Regions from separate parts of the Mus musculus genome. Here region 2 is linked to region 1. The links are chromatin contacts, called in public HiChIP or PLAC-seq maps. All regions are on one chromosome and are shown on one strand. Each heading gives the region's core, a stretch centred on a gene start, on an enhancer-like site or on the middle of the called end of the contact. The rest is flanking DNA. Distances are from core to core; before and after follow the strand shown.

Region 1 (3,454 bases), core at 118-2,617:
TGAGATGAAGGCGCATATAGGGCCCCTCCAATTATGTCCATTCAAAATCCTTAACCGGAGGTCACTGCTTGTCCAAGGGAAGACTTCCCTGACATGCAGGCTCCAAAGGTGGCTTGAACGAGGGACCATCCAAGATGACAGTCATTAAAACATAGAGGCTTGGAGGGGGGGGTCAGCTCGGGTCGAGAGAATGGTCTGCAAGCTTCCCAGACTATGGGGGACCCCAGATACAGCCACTAGAGTGAAGGAGGGAAGTCCCTGATGCACCCACAGGCAGGCATGGGAGTTCCCTCCAGATGTGAGGTCACTCTGGGACAGGAATATCTACCCCAGCCAAGATCAAACTCCCCATAATGGGCTGAACCAGGGGTCAGGGGCTCTTCTCTTGATCAAGGGTATCCCCAGGAACAGGCTGTCACCTCAGGAGCTAAACCAGGGCCACCTCTCCGGAGGTGGGCACATCTGGGGAGGGGCCCTGCCTGTATCCTCACCTTCTGTGTCTCCAGTTCTCAAACAAGCACAGGCATAGGCGCAGGCTGTGTGTGTATGTGTGTGTGTGTGTGTGTGTGTGTGTGTGTGTGTGTGTTTGGGAGAGGATGGTAGGCTGCCTGAGGTGGATGTAGGAATGGGGGGGGGGGGCGCGGTTCCCTATGACAGCCAGTTATCCCCGCCCCGAACGCACCCCCTCCAGTCCAGCTTCTCGTCGCAGTCATATTCCCGGCTCGGCCCCCCGCCCCCTCCCCATCCGCCGAGCCTCCCCAGAAGCTGGAGAAAGCTACAGTGGAGGAGAGTCTCGGCTTTGGGGCACCAGGAAGCCCGGGGCCCAAGGCAGCGGGGTCGGAAACCCACCTGAGGGGGCTGGGGAAAGCCGGCCGCCGCTGCAGGTCCTGGGGCGCGAGGCGGTCCGTGGGCTCAGCGCCGCGCGGCGGAGGGGCTCATGGCCCGGAGCCCGAGCCGCCGGCTGCCGCGGCACCCGCGTAGAGCCCTGCAGGGAGCGGCCCGCTCGGCCAGCTCGGCTCAGCTCGGTCCGCCGCCCGCGCGCGCTTGCTCGCTCGGCTTGGTCCGCCCGGGGCTCGGCGCGCTGGCGCTGCGCGGTGCTCTCAGCCCCGGGATCTGCAGGGATCCATCGTCCGGCCGGGAGGCGGCGGGAGGGGAGGAGGAGGGGAAAGGGTGCGCGTGCGCGCCTACGAGTGTCTGCGAGGGTGTCTCTGGGCCGGTGTGCGCGGGGGGCCCCCGGCCCGGGAGCGGAACCGAGGGCTCCCCCCGCTGGCTCGCCTCCTCCCGCCGCTCTCAGCAGAGCTGCCTCGTTCGGATCCCGGAGCCGGCTCCGCTCTCTGCTTGCGAGGCCCTGTGGCTTGTGTGTGTGTGCGCGTGTGTGTGCGTGTGTGACTATGGGGTGTGTGTGTGTGCACGCGCACGTGTGCGCGCAGGAAGGAGGGTGTCTGCCCCCAGCGTCCCCCTCCCCACGTTGTCTCCTTCGGATCGAAGCTCCTGCTTCTTGCTGCTGCTGCTTCCTCTGATGGCACATGCACACGTGTACACACACACACACACACACACACACACACTCCGAGTCACAGTCACACTTGACTGATTCAAGCATTTGCCTGTGTGGAGATACAGGCACATTCAGACCGGAGTCTTACCTTGCCACTCAGCCATCCACACATCACATACACCTACACATCCCTGAAGCCTGACCCTCACACGAGCACTTACCTGTTTGTACACATTCACTCACCTGCTCTTATTCCTGCTTCCCACCTTCATGTGACCCACACACATGCACATATATAAATACCCTTGGCCACCCAGACCCCATTTGTATATCAGTGGATTTCTTAAGCAGCCCGTGTGCAAGTGCCTCATTGGCAGATCTATAAAGCAGAGAGGAACAGAGAGAAGAAAAGAGACATGGCCAGAAGTGAGGGCAGATGGGGCAGAAGTAGGGAAAAAGAAAAAGATACAAAATGAAGGCTGCAAGGAGGAGTGTGTTCTGGGATGGACCAGAAATCTGAGTCCTGAAACCTGGAGGCTGCTCCTGTAGCTGTCACCTCTCTCCTTCCCTCCCTCTTTCTTTCTCCGAGGCCTTGGGGGGGGGGCCCTCCCTATCCAATTAGCAGAGAAGGAGCAATCAAGGGGAAGTTGTTAATTTGCTGATGCTCATTAGGAGCTCTTAACACAGAGGCTGTTGAGGTCTGATGGTGTCAGATGATGGTGTGGTGTGTGTGTGTGTGTGTGTGTGTGTGTGTGTGTGTGTGATGCAAGATCAGAATTATATCCATTGCAGCTCCTTTGCTCCACTTACAGGCTGGTGAAGCTCTGAGAGAAGGAAGGTGAGAAGCAGGTCTCAGGGACATGGTTCTGGGTTTGAGTTTGAGGAATGAACCTGACATAGAGGGAAGAAGCTGATGAGAATTTGTGAGGGGTTGGGAGTAAGAGGTACCCTAGAAACCAGTGAAGATGTCTCTCCAGGGATAGGGGTTTAGGTCTGGTGAGAGATTGAGGTCCATTCAGCAGGACCCAGAGCGCCAAGCTGCCAAAATAAAGATAGTATCTCGCCTTCCGGCTGGGGAGCTGTCCAACGGCACAAGCGCTGCTGGTGGGCTGCCATGCCCCTGGGCAGCCACCAGGTGACAGCACTCTCTCGGATACTTAAACTCCACTTAAAGGGCAATGGGGGAGGCGGCCTGTGAAACTAGGAATTACTCTAGGAGGGTCGCAAACGGGGTTTAAGTGATGATTCTAGCCCTGGGTCTAGTCTGGTTCCAGGCTCTCCAATGTCCTCGGGGGAGGGGAGGACCATCTTGGAACATCTGTAACATCTTTGCAAACCCCACAAGCTGAGCGACACGTGGAGCCTCTTCTAATGGCTGCAAATTGCTTCAATCACCTGGGATGTTACCGAGGGAGCAGGGAGCAGCGTGGGTGGAGGGAAGGAAGGTGATGAGGTGAGGTGGCGGCAGGCGAGGACTGATTGAGGCCAATGAACAGCCGCAGGAGTAGTCCGGGGAAAGATAAAAGGCATGAATCAGGTATCCAGGCTCCAAGAACAGGACCTGACCCCACCACGCAATACCACCGGCAGGACCCTTGGCCAGTCCAAGCTTCAGTTTCTTCATCCTTATGATGAAGGTTGTATTTATTTCACCTTGTTTTTCAATGATTATGTGAATCACTGATGGAAAATGCATAGTTCATTGATCTGTGTTTGTAAATCCCCAGTAACAAATGTTACTGGCACTCTGATTTAGATCTGGAAGAAAAAAAAATAGCCATATCAGCCATATCAGGACAGACTTCGAGATGGTAGCTCCTAATTCGGGGAGTTGGGTAAGTTTTTCTTTTTCTTTTTTTGTTTTGTTTTGGTTTTTCTTTCTTTTTTTTTTAAGATTTATTTATTTATTACATGTAAGTACACTGTAGCTGTCTTCAGACACTCCAGAAGAGGGAG
Region 2 (3,529 bases), core at 753-3,252, 55 kb after region 1:
TTGCATCCCCAAATGGTCAGATAGTAAATGGGCAAAGCTAGCATGGAAGCACAAGCCTAGGACTCTAGCATCCTACCTGAGATAGTGAGTTCTGGGCAACTTAGTGAGACCATTTGTGAAATTCTCAAATTCTCAGGAACGGCTGGGGGTACAACTCAGTGGGAGAGTGCTTGAGTAGCATGCGAGAGAACTGCAGACAAAACCAAGGTAAAGTTGACTGCAAAGTAAAGGACGGACTGGAAAGATGGCTCAGTGATTAACAAAACTGGCTGCTCTTCCAGAGGACACCAGGCTTGATTCCCAGCATCTACACAGCAGCTTGCAACTCCTGTTCCAGGAGATCCACCTGGTTTCCATGTGGTGCTCAGACACACTTGCCAACAAACCCATGTATGTTAAACGGACAAACACAAAGCTATAATAAGTGGTTAGAAATCATTTGTATTCTGGAGTTTTATGTTCTCATCATTATAAGAACTTATTTGAAGGGCTGGCGAGATGGCTCCGTGGTTAAGAGCACTGACTGCTCTTCTGAAGGTCCTGAGTTCAAATCCCAGCAACCGCATGATGGCTCACAACCATCCCTAATGAGATCTGACACCCTCTTCTGGTGCATCTGAAGACAGCTACAGTGTACTTATGTATAATAATAAATAAATCTTTGGGCCAGAGCAGCAGGGACTGAGGGAGCAGGGTTGACCAGAGCAAACAGAGGTCCTAGAAATTCAATCCCCAACAACCACATGAAGGCTCACAACCATCTGTACAGCTACAGTGTACTCATATACATAAAATAAATCTTTATTTTTTGTTTTGTTTTTTTTTTGAGACAGGGCTTCTCTGTGTAGCCCTGGCTGTCCTGGAACTCACTGTATAGACCAGGCTGGCCTTGAACTCAGAAATCCACCTGCCTCTGCCTTCCAAGTGCTGGGACTAAAGGTGTGCACCACCACCGCTCAACAAAATAAACTTAGAACTTAGTTGGGGCTAGATCTCCCTGTCAAAGGGATGCCACCATGCCCAGCTTTGTAAGTGACTCCACTGAGATCTCTGTGTAAATACAGTTTGCATTCTAGAGCAGAAAGAGTTGGGGGGACAGGCACACTGCAGGCAGGGGACTGGGGCAGACTTCCTGCTGGGTGGGACGTTGCTCAACAGTGTGGAGGACTCGGTGGTCCTGGGAAGTTTTCTGTGTGGAAGGAGGAGAACAGGTATGCGCGTGCGAGGTTGTCCTCTTTCTGTGAGGCCACCCGTGCGGAGCCTCTGTGCCATGAAGCTCCAAGCCAAAGACAGACAAGCCTGAGCCGAACTATCAGCCAGCTTTGAGGAACATGTCAAGGGATTAGCTCCCTGGCTTTCCCTCTGAGTGGCATTAGCTCTCACTCCGACTCATGTTTACCATCTGGCTCTGAGTAAGAAGTCTTGGAGTGATCTCTCCAGCAGCCTGAGCTGTGCCAGGCCTTTCTGAGGCTCTTCAGCCTTCCCCCTCGTCAACCCCGGGGCCCAGTGCTCTCCACGGAGTTGTGTCCACGTGTCTGCATGCCTGGGATCAGAAGAATTTGTTAGACTTCCGAGAGGGGGAAAATGAACTTCCAGCCCATGGAGTCCATGTGGTTAATGGTCCAAAGTCTTTCTGTTGTCAAAACTAACAAGTGACCTTGTCCTTAGGTGAGTTGTTCCTACTACAGAGGACATTCTGCCTGTGCGATGATACGCTCAGAATGCAGTAGCTAGAGAGATACAAAGGGGCTGGGATTTTTCTTTGGAAAGTGAGGCGTAGGGGTGTGTGTGTGTGGGGGGGGGGTGCTTGAATAAAGTACCGCCTTTCCTCCCAGGGAGCTGGCTGCTCTCCCCTCCTGGGCTAATGTGCACTGACGAGGGCTAAACGGGAGGATGCTTCTGGATAGCATCCAGCCCCTCAGCAGAGCAGCCACATTGGAGATACAGCTGCTGGCATTAAAGGGCTAAGCCCTTTCCAGCTGCTTTGCTTTAACGGGGAACCTCCCGCGGCCGGCGGCTTAAGGGAGCCGTCTTAACTGGGTTAGAGGAAATGACTAATCTGTGCATCTTCTCACGAGGCTGCTCGGAGGCTCCAGGAAAGATAACCTGGTGGGGTGGGAAGTGGCTGGATAATGGTGTTAGAGAGCTAGGCTATTATTGTCTCAGAATTGCGGTCCTGGGAGTGCCAGAGCTGAGCCGTGCCATGAAGTAGATTTAGATGCCCAAGTTCTCTAGCCCACAGCAGTTGCTGTCCCCTTACCGGCTCCACTCCCCAGTTCCTGGGAAAACTCAGACTCTGACAAAGGTACAAACAGATACGTGAAGGTAAAGACTAGCAACGCTTCTCCAAGGGTGAAGGAGGCAGGAGGAGGCCCCAGCACGATGCCAAAGGGTGAAAAGAGAAGACGAGGGAGGTTGCACAGACGTGTGACGAAAGCTGGGCAGGGACAACCAAGGCGGTGGAGCTGGCAAGGGCCAGCCGGACATCATCTGCTATGCTTCAGGCATCACGCTGGCTCCAGAGAGGTCCAGCGTGCTCCAGCACTGACTTGATGGAGACTTGACAGACGTGTGACAGGGACAGAGTGGCTCGAGTGCATAAGCCCACATCAGGTATTCGAGAAGGCCTGGGCATGCACCTAAACCATAGGCGCTGAGTGTGGAAGGGTCTTCCACCCTCTTGACACTTTAGACAAGGAGCAGCCATGTTGATGAGAATGCACTGGATGTCTTGAGAAGGAGCACCCGACAGCTCACCAGCCACAGAAGAGCAGCATAGCCTTGGGTGAGGTGCTGAGGGCCCAGGAGATGGCACTGCAGCCCCCTCCCCAGTGCCCACCGTCGTAAAAATGGGAGAAGGGCTGGGACTACTTTCCCACCTCCCTCAAACCTTGCTCCCCTGTCCTCAGGCTTCTTCCCAGACTTAGAAAGCAAGATCTCCCTTCCCTCTCCTCCGCACAGCCGCCTGCAGGGCAAGACAGGAGTCAGCAGTGTGGCTGGCCGAACTTGCTCCAACCCAACCCTGAGTAGGTCTACAGCTCTGCTGCTGTGGGCCATGCGTGGAAAGGAGGATGGGGAGGAGACTGGAGCTTCCCTGGTTCTCCGCATGGCTTGGGCTTCTCCCGCAGTGGAGGATTCCCTTCTTTTGCTGTCCCCTGGGCTATTCCACCCCAGTGTCACACTCTGTCCACCACAGTGGCAATGGTCTGGCTGTCTGCTTGGAGTTCCAAATGTGGAGGGTGCTCCCCCTTCTTCTTGTCTGTTTACGGTGCTCCCTCTTTCTCTTTGGGTGTTCCGGCTTTGTGCTCACCAGAGAAAAGTTTACAGACAATAAAGTGGAAATATTCTGCTATGAAAAAAAAAAAGGATACGGCTCCAACTTGGCATGGCTTGTGTTTTGTCTGGCCTTGGTGATCCCAAGGCATAGTCTGGATAACCTAAAAGCTGGCATTGTAAGAGACGGGGAGTGGGAAAGGGTAGGGAGCTGATGGCCATTGCTCTGAGAGGAAGGGAGACTTGAGGCTCTCCT

Evidence for each region. HiChIP or PLAC-seq counts read pairs in DNA pulled down with a chosen protein or histone mark.
Region 2: a contact with region 1 is called in an H3K4me3 HiChIP or PLAC-seq map of forebrain, with 2.9 times the contacts expected there. The contact joins the enhancer-like site here to the promoter of Asic1 in region 1. A contact is called at or near these places in 19 of 39 promoter capture datasets (the C10 cell line, the HPC-7 cell line, Sertoli cells and 13 more), 2 of 15 datasets of contacts at CTCF or cohesin (CD8 T cells and the NIH/3T3 cell line), 35 of 484 Hi-C or Micro-C datasets (2-cell embryo, 8-cell embryo, the C2C12 cell line and 26 more), 23 of 115 datasets of contacts at active chromatin or transcription factors (PVALB interneurons, bone marrow-derived dendritic cells, craniofacial prominence and 15 more) and 4 of 9 other capture datasets (adipose tissue, liver, macrophages and 1 more).

The regions. Positions count from the first base shown.
Region 1 is chr15:99,668,290-99,671,743 of GRCm38.p6, reverse strand. Asic1 (acid-sensing (proton-gated) ion channel 1) reads right to left here and starts at 1,367. Exons shown (of 12, transcript NM_009597.2): 1 at 850-1,367. Gm34880 (a long non-coding RNA gene) reads left to right here and starts at 1,888. Exons shown (of 4, transcript XR_875662.3): 1 at 1,888-2,336; 2 at 2,995-3,333.
Region 2 is chr15:99,613,359-99,616,887 of GRCm38.p6, reverse strand. No RefSeq gene overlaps it. Among named protein-coding and RNA genes, the nearest start is that of Gm34765, 14 kb to the right of the region's middle. Within about 2 kb of position 2,002, at least 67 of the 459 cell types and tissues checked have an H3K27ac peak or open chromatin away from gene starts, as enhancers often do. A contact at or near this core is called in the C2C12 cell line, the HL-1 cell line, the MC38 cell line and 10 more, where this site is marked.